Linked DNA regions of Danio rerio: region 1 is linked to region 2. A link is a contact called in public Hi-C data. All regions are on one chromosome and are shown on one strand. The core of a region is the stretch at or near the end of the contact, and the rest is flanking DNA. Distances in the headings are between cores, read along the strand shown.

The links. A called contact is a pair of places that touch in the nucleus more often than the background predicts.
Region 1: a contact with region 2 is called in a Hi-C map of an unstated tissue, with 2.9 times the contacts expected there. The contact joins the promoter of rps6ka3b here to the promoter of hgd in region 2. A contact is called at or near these places in 2 of 18 Hi-C or Micro-C datasets (hematopoietic stem cells and an unstated tissue).

The regions. Positions count from the first base shown.
Region 1 is chr24:28,190,569-28,197,907 of GRCz12tu, forward strand. rps6ka3b (ribosomal protein S6 kinase, polypeptide 3b) reads right to left here and starts at 2,402. Exons shown (of 21, transcript NM_001083026.2): 1 at 2,133-2,402. The coding sequence starts at 2,195. pdha1b (pyruvate dehydrogenase E1 subunit alpha 1b) reads right to left here. Exons shown (of 11, transcript NM_001002399.1): 5 at 7,296-7,339; 6 at 7,120-7,212; 7 at 6,874-7,029; 8 at 6,017-6,088; 9 at 5,802-5,869; 10 at 5,526-5,634; 11 at 4,222-4,856. The coding sequence ends at 4,692.
Region 2 is chr24:27,877,133-27,884,637 of GRCz12tu, forward strand. hgd (homogentisate 1,2-dioxygenase) reads left to right here and starts at 2,957. Exons shown (of 13, transcript NM_152966.2): 1 at 2,957-3,078; 2 at 4,299-4,370; 3 at 4,458-4,546; 4 at 4,981-5,146; 5 at 5,232-5,323; 6 at 5,921-5,955; 7 at 6,045-6,124. The coding sequence starts at 3,064.

The DNA.
Region 1 (7,339 bases), core at 1,152-3,651, 310 kb after region 2:
CTTTCCTGTATGTCCTCCACTATATCCACTGTTTTAAAAGTTGAAATTACCTTTAAAAAAACTATTCGACAAGCAAATCCAGCAAAAAAATTGGTGCTTAAGATGTCACTAAAAAGCAGTATTTAAACCTCATAATTCAATAGAAAATGAGGCGAATAACAGCAAAAAGGTCCACTTTTGGAGAAAAAAGAACCAGAACTTTTAATAGGCTGGCTACGGGCCTGGTAAATGAATTTTCAGTTTTGGGTGAACTATCCATTTAAACCTTTGTTATAGGTAAATAAATTTGAATTCAGACAAAATAAAAAAATAAATAAATAAATAAATAAAAAAAGACTCTGATTTTAATTCTGTCCCAGATTTTAACATTGATTACTTAATAAGTAGTAAGTAAGTAAGTAAGTAATGTGTATTCATATAGCGCATTTATCATGTATGGCCATACTGTATGGCCTGCTTAGCTACAGTGTGTAACCAGTCTTGAGCTGCAGGGTGATATGGCTGTGTATTTAGCATAGGAAATATTTCTCTGTACTGTCCTGTTCCTAATTAGTATTGGTTTGTTATAATTGTATTCACTTTTTACAATTAACCGATTCAAATATATGACATGAACAGACATTAAGAGTTTCTGTTTATTTTTTTAAGGAAAAACAGTTCTTAAGAACTTCGTCATAGCACAATGCACATCGAGATAAGGAGATTTTTAGCAGTACATTGTCATTGACCATCATCTCCTTTTGTGCTCAACCAAGCACCAAAAAAGTCAAACAGGTTTGGAAACACATGAGGGTGACTAATGATGGTAGATTTTTATTTTATTTTCACATTCTGAATTATATAACAGTTCACTTTGGAACTCTTCTGAATGATCCTGTATCCAAAGACATTAACTTTAGCGAAAAATAAAACATTTGGTTGACAAAATATTTGGTTGACATAACATTACTTCATCATTCAGCATAACAGTTGTTTTAAGTTCAAATGAAACATTCTGACCTGATACATAGAAGTGATTAAATAAATTTAGATCCATTTTGATTTTAAATCACTAAACACTTCTTGAGTAAAACCTATAGCTTTATAGGATAGTGGCAAAATAGCTCAGCATTTACAAGTCAATCATTTAAATTAATATTTTTGATAGAAAGCCATACATTATTATATTTGTGCATATACATTAGATTAGTCGTTACATTAGAAGCCAAATCTGGAGCTTATCTAACAAAATAACTTACGATAACAGTCCAAAAACTAGTACACCCAAATTTATGTTATAGAAAAATATTAAATACAAATGCAAAAATAAATAGTTTTTTTTTAATTTGGTTGACATTTTGTAGGTTGTAATTTCTTTTTTCTTTTTTGCAATAATTTGTTTGCTTTAATTGTGCTTTATTTCAATTTCTAAACATGTTTGATGACTAAAATATTATTTTGATAAATATATCCGTTTAATAAATCTGATTTGTTTAAATGCACCAAAATTTATTGGAAATGGATACAAATATCCCATTTTTAAAATGGGCTGTACTTAAGTATGCTGAGCACTGTATTTATTTAAAATGACTTGTCATCAGATTTTCTTGCCATCTACTATAAACTATTGTTACACAATTACTTTTTAAAGGGTTTCTGTATGACAATTTATGGCAGTTTCTTCCTTCTTTAGTTCAAAAAAATATTTTAAAGTTCAGTGTTAACTAAATTTACATTTCTCGGTGACAAAGCAAAGATTCATTCTAAAGATGAACAGATTCATCACCACCAAACTGTCATCATCAGCACGAATCAGATTGAGATCCACGAACATTACGTTGTAGTCTCATTCATCAAAACTTTAAAGTCCATTAACAAAACATATCATACAATATGAATTCGCATGCTACTTCCAAAGTAACTACAAGTCAAAAAATGTGAAAGGCCTTTGACATGCGGATCGTTTTAAAAGCATTTACGCGCACGGGTCACACGCTATAACCGCTAATCCCCAACATCGGATATACAGATAGAGATCTGGAACAGGTTGTACACAAACGCCACACAGAAACGAAACGGCGTCAAAAACAGAAGTGCTGCTTATATTATGAACATGTCAGCGATTTAAACCTGTGAATGCAGCGGAGACTCACCTCGCTCGCCGCACTCCCGATTGCCATCTTTCTCCAAGGGTCAACTAGTTGTGCCAGGGGCATCTTCACTTTTTGCAAGGCTCCTTTTTTAAATAAATCAGACTCAAAAGGGAAATTCTGAGGCACTTTGAAGAAATTACGTCTGGTTGTTTCCGCGCTTTTGACACTGAGTGAAGAAAGCTGGGTATCCGTTGCGCATCCAAAAGCGCCGCCACCTTTTCCTCCGCTCACCTCTGCCAGTCAGTGCAGCGTTTCCATAGGAATAAAATGACCGTGCCCCTGATCTCGTGCCAGTCGCCCTCTCTCTCTCGCTCTCTCCCCTCTGACAGAAAAAACACACGTTCACGCGCTCTACTCACTTCCGCTTCTTCCAGTGTGACGAATCGGATTGGCTATTGCGCTTGTCACTTATTGACAGAAGGGCGGGGCTGAAGCTGTGGCGCTCAAATAGACGGACAGGTGAGAGCGCAATGCATCCTTTACCTCCTCCACCTGTGTTTGAGACTAAATGTACGTATTTAAATAATAATCACGTTTATTTACTATAATCTCTTTTCTGTATATTTGTAATACGGATAACTTTTTTAAGAAAACTGTAGCCTACCATATTTATTCATTAATATGTTGTATTTTGAGAGGATTTTATGACCACTAGATGATATAGGCCTATATCTCGTAATTATATACCATTTCAGTGTGGTCATGTCATTGGCCCATGAACATTTCCTTCTTGTTAGAACTATTTTATAACTGTAACAAGAGGCATTTCAATAACTTAATGTTAAAACAGCTATCATAGCATTATTTATCAATATGTGGCTTATTTTGGATTCTCAGAAGCTATAGAAAATAAAAATGTAAAGCAGGAAATATGTTGGGACCATTGTTTTTGTTTACATCCCTCTGCACAAATAGAGTTGTTCTAAGTAGAGTTTACTCCACTGCATATCAACCTATGTTTTTGGGGGTAACGTTCATTCATTTATTTACTTTTCTGCTTAGTCCCTTTACTAATCATGGGTCGCCACAGTAGAATGAACCGCCGACTTATCCAGCATATGTTTTACACAGCGGATGCCCTTCAAGCCACAACCTAACACCGGGAAACACCCATACACTCTAGCATTCACTCGAACCAGTGACCTTCTTGCTGTGAGGCGATTGTGCTACCCACTGCACCACCGTGACGTCCCTTGTGGTAACATATTTAGCCTATATAAAAATAAATTCTTACACAGTATTATACTTTATCTGAAACTAGTAGTAAATCTGGTCAGCAATAGCACTATTTTACATATTCAGACTTTAATTTTGGACACAAAATATTAACTTCTTGTCCATATGCAAACATAAATGAAAAATAATTAATAGTTATTTTTAATGTTAATTTCACTGCATTTTTTCCATGTACACCGAAACCAACAATGGGCACACTTAAATATTAGGCTACGTGTAGTAAATGTTGTTAGTCAGTGTCTAGACTGATGCATCATAACCCATCATCACTTTTGGGTAACATCATATGACACACATGCACTGGAAAGTACGCAAGAATTTAGGCTGCCTCCAATGAATTGGCATTTATTTTACAGCTGTGATTTGAACATTTTTAAGCAGGTGAAGAGAGGGCGACATCTGCTGGTAAGTCTGATCAATTCTTCAGTTTAAATCAGTAAATTAGGATTTACAGTAGCAAACCAAATTAACAATGGCACAGACAGCCAATTTCAAATTACAGTTCTACATTTTAACCTTAATTAAATCATTTTAGTTCCCATTACATGTTTTTTTAAACTCTGATTTGGACTCAAAAGTCAAACTTTGCTGAATAATTATTATAGCTATATTATGTTTTGTAAATGGTATTTCTGAGCATTCAAAATATCCGGTTTATTTTAACCAAATTTTTCTTGCATATATACTGTTATATATGTTAAGGAACCATTACATTTTGCATGTTTCCAAACATTAGGGATAAAGTACTGTTCCCTTAATGTTCAATAGCAAAAAGAAACAACATTATTTATTTGGTAACATTTTGAGAACATTATTAATATAAACATAAAGTCAACAAAAAAAAGACTCTTAATTGAAGTTCAATTACTGTAATGTTTATTCATAACATTGAGAGAACATTCTGTAAATGTTCCTGTAAGCATAGGTTCTAATGACGGTATTGTTACAAACAGCAATTCATTTAATGTAGAACTAAATATAGTCCAATGAATTCAGTATCCAAAACTTCATATTGAGCATCATATTGCAATATGATGATAAAAAATAACTGTTTATAAATCATTGCTAAGAATTCCATTTAGAGACAAGGACTGAGCTCATTAAAATCTATTTTCAAAATAATCTATTTTTCTAATATTGGAATTAAACATTGATCATTCAACACTATGTGCTTCCAAATATATAAATATAACAGTCTGCAAAGCTAAAAGTACCGGCTGTAAAGGAATGTAATTACGTTTTTATGGATATCAAAATTATCCATCTGTTTGTGCATATAGGATTATGAGAGGAATGAATAGCTGTATCATTAGCATTAATTCTTCAACTGATGGATTTGAGTCTCGTCCAGGGGTTTGTGCCTCTGACCTCTAATGGAGCATCATTGTAGAAGATGTGGTTGCACAAATCTTCCAGCGGCGGCTCTGGATCAGTGGTGGCAAACTGTGCTGCTTCTTCCACTTCCTTACGGATATCTGCATCAATGTCCTGTCATGATTAAAACAACATAATATGGGGATAAGTACAGCAGGTGTTGAACCTCCAGTACTCTTTACTTAGCGGTCACACTTATGATCCTCAAATTGTACCCCCAAAATTAGAAAGATATCTCCCGTTACTTTCTTATGGTGTTTATTAGTTATTTTTACATAAAAAAGAGAAAAAATTATATTATATTACCTAAATATTCAAGTTACAATTAATGCACATGTATTTACTGTATTTTATCCTTAAATATGTATTTTTATTTCTATAGAAATAAAAGAATATATCAAAAATTATAAAATAATACACAAGTTAGATTGTTCTCTGGTTGCATAAATAAGGAACATAATATGAAAAAATAGCCTTATATATACATTAAAGGCTGCATATTTCTTAGTTGCTTAAAGTATATATCTTTAGACACAAGTTTAAAATGTTTTATTTTTCTGTTACTGATTTAAAGCATGATTAATTTCAATATAAAATGTAATAATTTAATTAATTTCAGTGAATAGCCTGCAGTGTTCCAGTTGCAAGTTTTTTAGCATTGAGTAAAGTAAAAATAAAGTAAAAATGAAGCAATGTGAAAATAAAATTCATTCTAAAATAGCCGATGGCCACCAGACTCTTTTGATGAAATGTGTAAAATGCAGAAAATGATGTATCCAGTACCTTGATCTCCTCCAAACTGGCCATGTTGCTGCTAATCATGCGGTCTTTGAGCGTTGTGATGGGATCACTCTTACTGCGAACTTCCTGGATCTCCTCACGTGTGCGATAACTAATACAAGAAAAGCACTGATTAAAGGTACATTAAATAGTAAGCTCAGTGAAATAATTTGCTCACTACCTAAAACTAAACATATAATGTTGGAGTCAATTAGTTGAGGTTTGGGTTTTAAAAGAGGGCCTGCAGCGGGGTGGGGAAAGGCTGATGGTCAACCTCACCTGACCCCAGGATCGCTCATGCTGTGGCCATGATAACGATATGTCTGCAACTCCATTAATATGGGACCCTAAAGAGCACAGGCCAAACATTTGCCCACCGGTCACCAACCAGATCGCACAAAAACGAATGTTTGGTTAGAAAACTATAGTCTGTGTCTAAATCTATAGCCCCTACTTGACTTGTTAAGCATGTCAATTATGACTTTTTTTTTTACCTTTCCAGATCTGCAATAATCTGCTGCAAACTTGGTTGCTTCTCTGACACCAAGAACATCCATACCATCAACCTGGCGAAAATATAAAGAAAAGGTTTGATTTACTTCACCAGTCAATGATTAAATTAATAAAAAAAATTGAATTAATAAAAAAAACTAAAACAGTCAAAATATTACAATTTGAAATATAATTTCAATTGACTTGTTGGCTGAGCTGAATTTTCAGCATTATTACTTCTTACACCTTCTTCAATGCCATATGATCTTTCAGAAATCAGGTCTTAGCTACTATTGGTTTTCAGTTTAACAATTTTTTCTTAATCACGTTGTTAGCAAGAAATTAAAATTGTTAAAAGTTTTTGCTGCTTAATTTTTTTGATGAAACATTTATGACACTTTTTTCAAAGAAATCTTGAAAATAAATACCTTTTGATAATTATTTACTGTCATTTTTGATACATTTAACTAAAACTGAATTAGTTTCAGAATGTTTTTTTTAAATATCAACTTTCTATTTACCTGCATACTTACCTGCAACTGTTTTCAACATTCATATTAATAATAGAAGTTTATTGAGCACCAGATTAGAATTACAATGATTTCTGAAGGATCATTTTAATCAAAATTCAGATTAAAATCACAGCAAAAACACATTATATAATATATTAGAGTAGAAAATGTATTTAAATTGTAATAATGCTTCACAATATTTTTGTTTGACTATATTTCAACTTAAAAATCTTTAGGGGAGTGTAGTTGTTTATATGTGTTTGCATGCACTGGTTAATAAAAATAGAGTTGTGATGCAGCAACAACAACAAACACACACACACACAAAAAAATTCTGAGGAAATCACCCTCAATCCAGGAATGAAGTCTCCTCTTTTGTAGTAGTCTGTGCTGGCAGAGGCTCGTTCCACTGATGTCCCCATGCCATATTTATTATTCTCACAAATGAAAATGCAGGGGAGTTTCCACAAAGCTGCCATGTTAAACGACTCGAAGATCTGACCCTGATAAGCAGATGAATCAGATAAGATGTTATTTTACAACAGTAGATCGCATGCAAACCTGTGAGTGCATGGTGAAAATGTTGCTTTCACCTGATTGGCAGCTCCATCTCCGTACAGAGTGACACAAATCTCATTCTTCCCCTGATACTGACATGCCAGCGCCACACCTGCCCCGAGAGGAACCTTCAAAACAGACTCATTACATTGCAATAAGCTTTGATCATGTTTTTGTGTTTGTTTAATTAGCTCTAATTTGTGTATCTCACCTGGGCACCAACAATACCATTACCGCCATAGAAATTCTTGGCAT
Region 2 (7,505 bases), core at 1,707-4,206:
CGGTGCAAATGCAGCAGGAGGTGAGAGGGATCAGGACGCAGCATTTGGAAGTGTGTTTATCATACGCTTGCTCATGCATCGGGCTCAGTTTGGGGTCCTTCCAAAAACCAATCCATATACACGCTAGCTCTAGCGCCTATGCTGAATTTCCAGGATTTGCAGACCGCCCTCCATCCTGTGATTGCGAATTGCACTGAACAGGCTGATTTCAGGTCCATCAACATGTAGTTTGTCTGGGGGGCTGGGAGATGAACATCAAGGCTACATTGTAGAAAATACTCTCGCTCATCTGTGCACCTATCATGAGCCATTTTTGTCACTCTATTGCCTGTGGAAGAACGCAGCTTACTTTAGGGAGAGAGAGAGAGGCGTGACAAAATTAAAATCAGTCATTTTATCCCTGAGGAGCAGATCAATTTCCGCAGACTGGGTCGAGATATTTTCCGGCATTAGTCTTTCTCGACTTGAGCACAGCACCTAAACGGCCTGCCAGCGGGAGTCTCGGCACAGCTGCACGCTTCACTAGAGAACAGTTACTTCTGCCGCTCTGAGTTTATTTGCGCCTCACCATGAGAATTGCCATAATTTACCCCACCAACACATCACCTCCCCGAAAGATGAGAGAAAGGGAATAGTGTGTGGAATGAAAGAGGCAAATTGATTTGACGTGATATTGTTTTCTGTTTTTTATTACGCCTATTCATTTTCTCAGAATGAAATGCACAATTGGACCGGTGCCTGAGTTCAGTGTCATACTGTGGAACCTTTAGACACAAGCCTACATAATGGCTCGGCCTGCTGGCTATGTTTAAATTATGGAAACAACTACAGCATCTAAACGGCACTGGCCTACAAATTGCCTTTGTATCTTTTTAGGCAATCAGACTCCTCTGAGGTATAAAAATTAAGAACTTAGAGGACAAAAAGACTATTTTGGGGATCAAAGTATTTTTACTTTCATTTGGTATCATCTGATTGGATGATAACAGAAGTCATATGCATAAGCACGGTTCCTACATTTCATTTATGGACCAAAGGGGTTTTCTGAAGAAACAAAACAAGGTGTTATGCAGCCTATTTTTATTTTTTCTGAGAACAAAATACCCTCACCTGCCACTTTATTAGGTGCAGCTGTCCAACTGCTCGTTAATGCAAATTTTGTATTTAGCCAATCACATCGCTGCATCTCAATGCATTTCAGGCATATAGACATGGTCAAGACGATTGGCTGAAGTTCAAACAAACCATCAGAATGGGGAAGAAAGGTGATTTAAGTGACTTTGAACGTGGCATGGTTGTTGGTGCCAGACGGGCTGGTCTGAGAATTTCAGAAACTGCTGATCTACTGGGATTATCATGCACAACCATTTCTAGAGTTTACAGAGAATGGTCTGCAACATGTCGAACGTTGAGGCAGATGGGCTACAGCAGCAGAAGACCACACCGGATCCCACTCCTGTTAGCTAAGAACAGGAAACTGAGGCTACAGTTGGCACATGCTCACAATGGACAATAGAAGATTGGAAAAACATTGCCTGGTCTGATGAGTCTCGATTTCTGCTGCGACACTAAGATAGGAGGGTCAGAATTAAGCATCAACAACATGAAACCATAGATCCATCCTGTCTTGTATCAACAGTTCAGGCTGGTGGTGTAATGGTATGGGGGATATTTTTTTGCACACTTTGGGCCCATTAGTACCAATTCAGCATTATGTCAACTCCACAGTCTATCTGAGTATTGTTGCTGACAATGTCCATCCCTTTATGATCACAATGTACTCATCTTCTGATGGCTACTTCCAGCAGAATAATGTGCCATGTCATGAAGTGTGAATCATCTCAGACTGGTTTCTTGAACATGACAATGAGTTCACTGTACTCTAATGGCCTCCACAGTCACCATATCTCAATCCGATAGAGCACCTTTGGGATGTGGTGGAACAGGAGACTCGCATCATGGATGTGCAGCTGACAAATCTGCAGCAACTGCATGATGCTATCATGTCAATATGGACCAAAACCTCTGAGGAATATTTCCAGTACCTTGTTGAATCTATGCCACGAAGGATTAAGGCAGTTCTGAAGGCAAGAGGTAACAGTTACCTAGTAAGGTGTATCTTATTAAGTGGCAGGTTAGTTTAATTACTGTTATACATTTTCATTATTAATGTTTTATAAAGTTTTACATTACTAAAAAACCTTGTGACGTATTAGGAATCATACAATAGGAAACATTTAACAACGAATAAAAAAATAATCTATGTAAGGATCACAATGCAGCCCCAGAATACAAATAATTGTAAATGTGTAAATATTTGTAGTGTAATTTTTTATTTATTAAGTAAATGTCACATTTTATCACTTTTGTTTCATGTAATAAGGAAAATAAATTTGGTATTTAACATCCATAACATCCAAAAAAATAAATAAATAAATGTTTTCATTTACAAGTTACAATAGCCTTCATATGAATATAATAAATGACCAATGTCATGTTTAACCAAATGCACGGTTGTGACTGCTTGCTCATGCACTTCCTGGATACACAAGCCCCAAAAATAAATGTGTGCATGATTGTAGGCCATTTTGCACAGAGTAAATGAGATTGACATATTTTAATCCTTTGATTTGTGTATACGTATCGAATGATTATCAATAAGCTTGGAATTCGATTAAAACGGGGACTTGTCCTCCAAACAAAATTCAACAACACTGGTCTCCCTGATTGACATTGGCCTACGTGCATGTGGTGAAGTCCTGAGAAGTGGACTTTACGATCTTACCTCAACTGACATTTGCTGTAGTTGTGCCAGGGGTCATTCTTTGCACGAACTCTCACTCCTCCCCTCCAAAATGTTGCCCCAATCTCTGGTTGCGTCACGAGTCGCGTTTGAGTTAATTCAAACCATATTGAGAAAAACGTAAATACGACCCAAGTTCCTCCCCCGGTCTTGTGCAGAGAGTGGTTTCTGGGGAGTGAAGATCCTCTGGTACTTTGCGAAAAGTCGCAACTCATTTTGAATAGTTTAATTTTTACAAGTACATAATTCAATAACGCGCAATGGCTGGGCTGAAGGTAAGCGCACTTTGAACTATGTACTAGTGCTTGTCTAAAGTAAAAATGATCAACTAAATACGTAGTCTGTGTGACTATTACAATGCAGCCTGTTTTCATTTTTGCCTTTTTAAAATGCTGTCCTCGGATACTCTTTTTCAGACATTGTGTTTGTTCTCTTTATACAGACAGACTTCATAAAACAACCTAACAATGTTTTGGAATTATGCTGCACACTTCACCCGTGCATCCTTATTACAGAAATAGTGATTCGAATCTCTTTTGAGTCGGATCTTTGGAATGAATCAGAATCGTTTGACATAACTATTAGTAGCATTAGACAAGATTAAATAAAAGCATAACAAGGTTTTTAAGTAAGGTATTCCTTTACTCCATATGAAGCAACCTGCATTTTTCAGAAGTTTTTGAGATGACAGATGAATCCGATTTTACATGAATTCCATCGTGTTTACCAGAGAAAAAAACAAAAAGAAAATTGTGATAGATTTTTCATTTTTGGGTGAACTATCCTTTTAAATCAAATACCACAATCAATACAACTTTTTAAAAAGCAAATTATATACAATGTTGCAGGCACAACGCTCAATTTGTTCTATGAACTAATTTATTTGAGGATTATTCAAAAGAACCGACTCGTGGAGGTGAGTAGAACTCCGCATCGTTTCATGAGGAGGATCTGAGGGGCGTTTCAGTCTGACCAATCAGATAACTGGAATCTGCAGCTGCCCAGATGAGGTTAATCTCGGCTCCGCTGTAAATATGCAGGATACATATAAAACTTTTGCAAGTTTATGATCGCTTTTCCAAACCATTAGACTACTCGTTTTATAAAACAAAGTCCTAATCTGGCATAAGGAATTTAACATAATTATGGAGCACTCTTTTAGATGGTATTAGATAAACGCAAACAAATGGCCAAAATTTGTTGTCAGGTGTTTTTCAGCCGATTTTTTTCCTATGAACTATTATGAATTCTTTGTTACGTTTAACCCCTCGAGAGGATGTGTTTTCAATTAGCCCATGCAATGTTTGAGGTTTTATGAGCTGCTCTGGGCATTGCTTATGCAACATGACTAAGCATATCTGTGTTGTAGCTGAAGGTGGAGATGCTTGGATGGTGCTCCACAGCTTGTGTGTGTTGGTTTTCTTATCCTGTATGTTTTGAAAACAAAGTGAATTCACTCGTCCAGTAGTAACACTGTTGAATTACTGTGTTTTAGTACATGAGTGGCTTTGGCAATGAATTTTCCTCTGAAGACCCTCGCTGTCCAGGATCTCTACCTGAGGGACAGGTAGTGCCAAAACTTCACCTTCACCGTCTTCTTCCTGACCAATTAACAAGACAAACCAAATGCTCAGTTTACATTATTGTCTTTCAGAACAATCCCCAAGTGTGTCCATATGGCTTATATGCTGAGCAACTCTCTGGCTCTGCCTTCACTTGCCCACGCTCAAGCAATAAGAGAAGGTATATGTTTGTAATAGAGTGGTCAAACATTAAACTTTATTTTACTACGGGGACTGGTTAATGCTTGATTCTGATTGGCTGACGAATATTTTAAAGAGGTTATTTTCAGATAAATGTACAGATAAAGTAGTTTCAGTCAATTCTTGACCACATTACAGTTCCATATTATGATATTATTGTCCAAAAACTAAACAAAAGACTTTGATTGAGATGTGGAAGAAACTAGAAGTAAATACAGCATGTGTTTATGCACAAATTCTTGTCTAATGTCCTACAACAGCATCAAACACCACATTTTAACAGTGTCTTTAGCTGTGGTAACTTCAGTATAAGCAGAATAATGACTTCACCCTGTTGGATTATTAGAAGATAATGCACACCCATGAGGAAATTATTTCTCCCTTGTAAATACTGAAATGTGTTTGTGTTCATAGCTGGCTATACCGCATTCTGCCCTCTGTGCGCCACAAGCCTTTCACTCGGATGAGCTGTGGAGATCTGACCGAGAACTGGAATGAAGTAGAGCCTGATCCCAACCAGCTCAGATGGAAGCCATTTAACATCCCCAAATCTTCAGAGAAAAAAGTGGATTTCGTATCGGTAAAGATGTCATAAATATGTGGATCTTTTTACATTCATATTGAACTATTTCTCAGTCTCAGAGATGCGTATTTGATATTTTCAGGGTCTACATACAGTATGTGGAGCTGGAGATTCGAAATCCCGTAATGGAATCGCCATCCACATGTACTCCTGCAACACTTCCATGACTGACAAGTCGGTTTGAATCAGATTTAATTTACTAATCAATATATAATAAATTCTCAGTTGAATTTTTTTCTTCCCAGCAAATAATTTTGTGTTTAATAGATGTCTAATAGACATCTAAATGTAGACAGCTTAACTAAACTTGGGCTGTCAGTGAAAATCTATTAGACATCTAAGAATAGCCCAAAACTAGACTAGTCATCAAATAGACAGACACAGTAAGACAGACTTTATATGTGTAGTCATTCATTTCTGTTTATTTGATGACTAGTCTAGTTTTGGCCTATTTTTAGAAGTCTACTAGATTTTCCCAATAGTATCTGGATGCAGCCTTTATGATACAAGATGAGATTGCATCGCTCAGAGATGCAATGTCAGACACAATCAATAAAGCTAGTGACATCACTGTGAGGGGTAGGGTTAGGGGTGGAATTAGGTGAGCGCATTAAAAAGCATTGGATGCAGCCAGACCCCTCTCAGATTTTCACTGACAGCCCACATTTAGCCTTGTTTTAGCCAAGATGACTATGTTTAGACGTCTATTAGACATCTTTTAAAAATGATTGCTGGGTTGTGAGTTGGTACATGAATTTTTATTTTTTACAGATGTTTCCAAAATGCAGATGGTGATTTTCTCATTGGTAAAATAAATTTGTTTTTCTTTCATAATTAATATCTGAAACAGATCAATTTTCAATGTTTCTAATCAACGCTGCAATCTGTGTTTCAGTGCCTCAACAAGGCGAAATCCTGATTACTACAGAATTTGGAAAGATGATGGTGGAGCCCAATGAGATTTGTGTCATTCAGGTGTCACAATCTAATATCTATAAAAAAAGTTAACATACAATAAAAGGGTGGTGGCTCAGTGGTTAGCACTGTCACCTCACAGCCAGAAGATTGCTGGTTTGAGTCCCAGCTTGGCCAGTTGGCATTTCTTTAAGGAGTTTCTTTTTGCATCGGTTTCCTCCAAGTACTCCGGTTGCCCCCACAGTCCAAAGACATGCGCCATAGGTGAATTGGGTGAACTAAATATCCTGTAGTGTGTGTGTGTGTGTGTGTGTGTGTGTGTGTGTGTGTGTGTGTGTGTGAATATGAGAGTGTGTATGGGTGTTTTCCAGTATTCACTTGCAGCTGGAAAGGCTGCTTAAAGCATATGTTGGAATAGTTGACGGTTCATTCCGCTGTGGCAACTCCTGGTAAATCAGGGATTAAGCCGAATGAAAATGAATGAATAAAAGCTATAATTAAGAAATAACTGTTTAGTTGATTCAAATAGAGTCAAATAATATAACATTTTACATAACCATTTTCTATTTGAATAGATTCGTAATATCATAATAAAAATACAATAAAAGGGACAACACTCAATTTGTAAAACAATTGTATTATTTATTTGGACAAAATCGATAGATTTCATGGCCTATAGTCAGTATTGTTTTACATTTTTTATTCTTTATAAAGACACTGTTTTGATTGTAAATTTTGCATTCAATATATATATATATATATATATATATATATATATATATATATATATATATATATATATATTAGTAATGTTGCCATGAATAAAGCCAATGATCCTGATATGGTATTAAAACAAAAATAATAGAATATATGAACAAATAAATATATGTAATAAAATGGGTTTCCTGCGAGTACTCAAGTTTCCCCCTCAGTCCAAAGACATGCGCTGTAGGTGAATTGAATAAACTAAATTGGCCGTAGTGTATGAGTGTGTGTGATTGTAAGAGTGTATGGGTGTTTACCAGTACTGGGTTGCAGCTGGAAGGTCATCCGCTACATAAAACATATGCTGAAATAGTTGGTGGTTCATTCCATTGTGGCGACGTCTGAAATAGAGACTAAGCCGAAGGAAAATTAATAAATAAAAGCTGTAATAAAAAAAAAAACTTTGTATTTGATTTAAATAGAGTAAAATAGTATAACATTTTACACAACCATTTTCTATTTTAATAATGATTTTATGTGGGGAGGTTTAACCTTTAGTTTAACCTTTAATGGATAGAATAGTGCAGAGAATTGACAAGAAATTATTGGGGATGGAGAGAGGGGAAGAGTTGGCAAAGGACATCGAGTCAGGAATCGAACTCGGGTTTCCTGAGCACCATAGTGCTATATGTCAGCGCACTTAACCGCTAGGCCAGGGGTGGCTAACCCTGTTCCT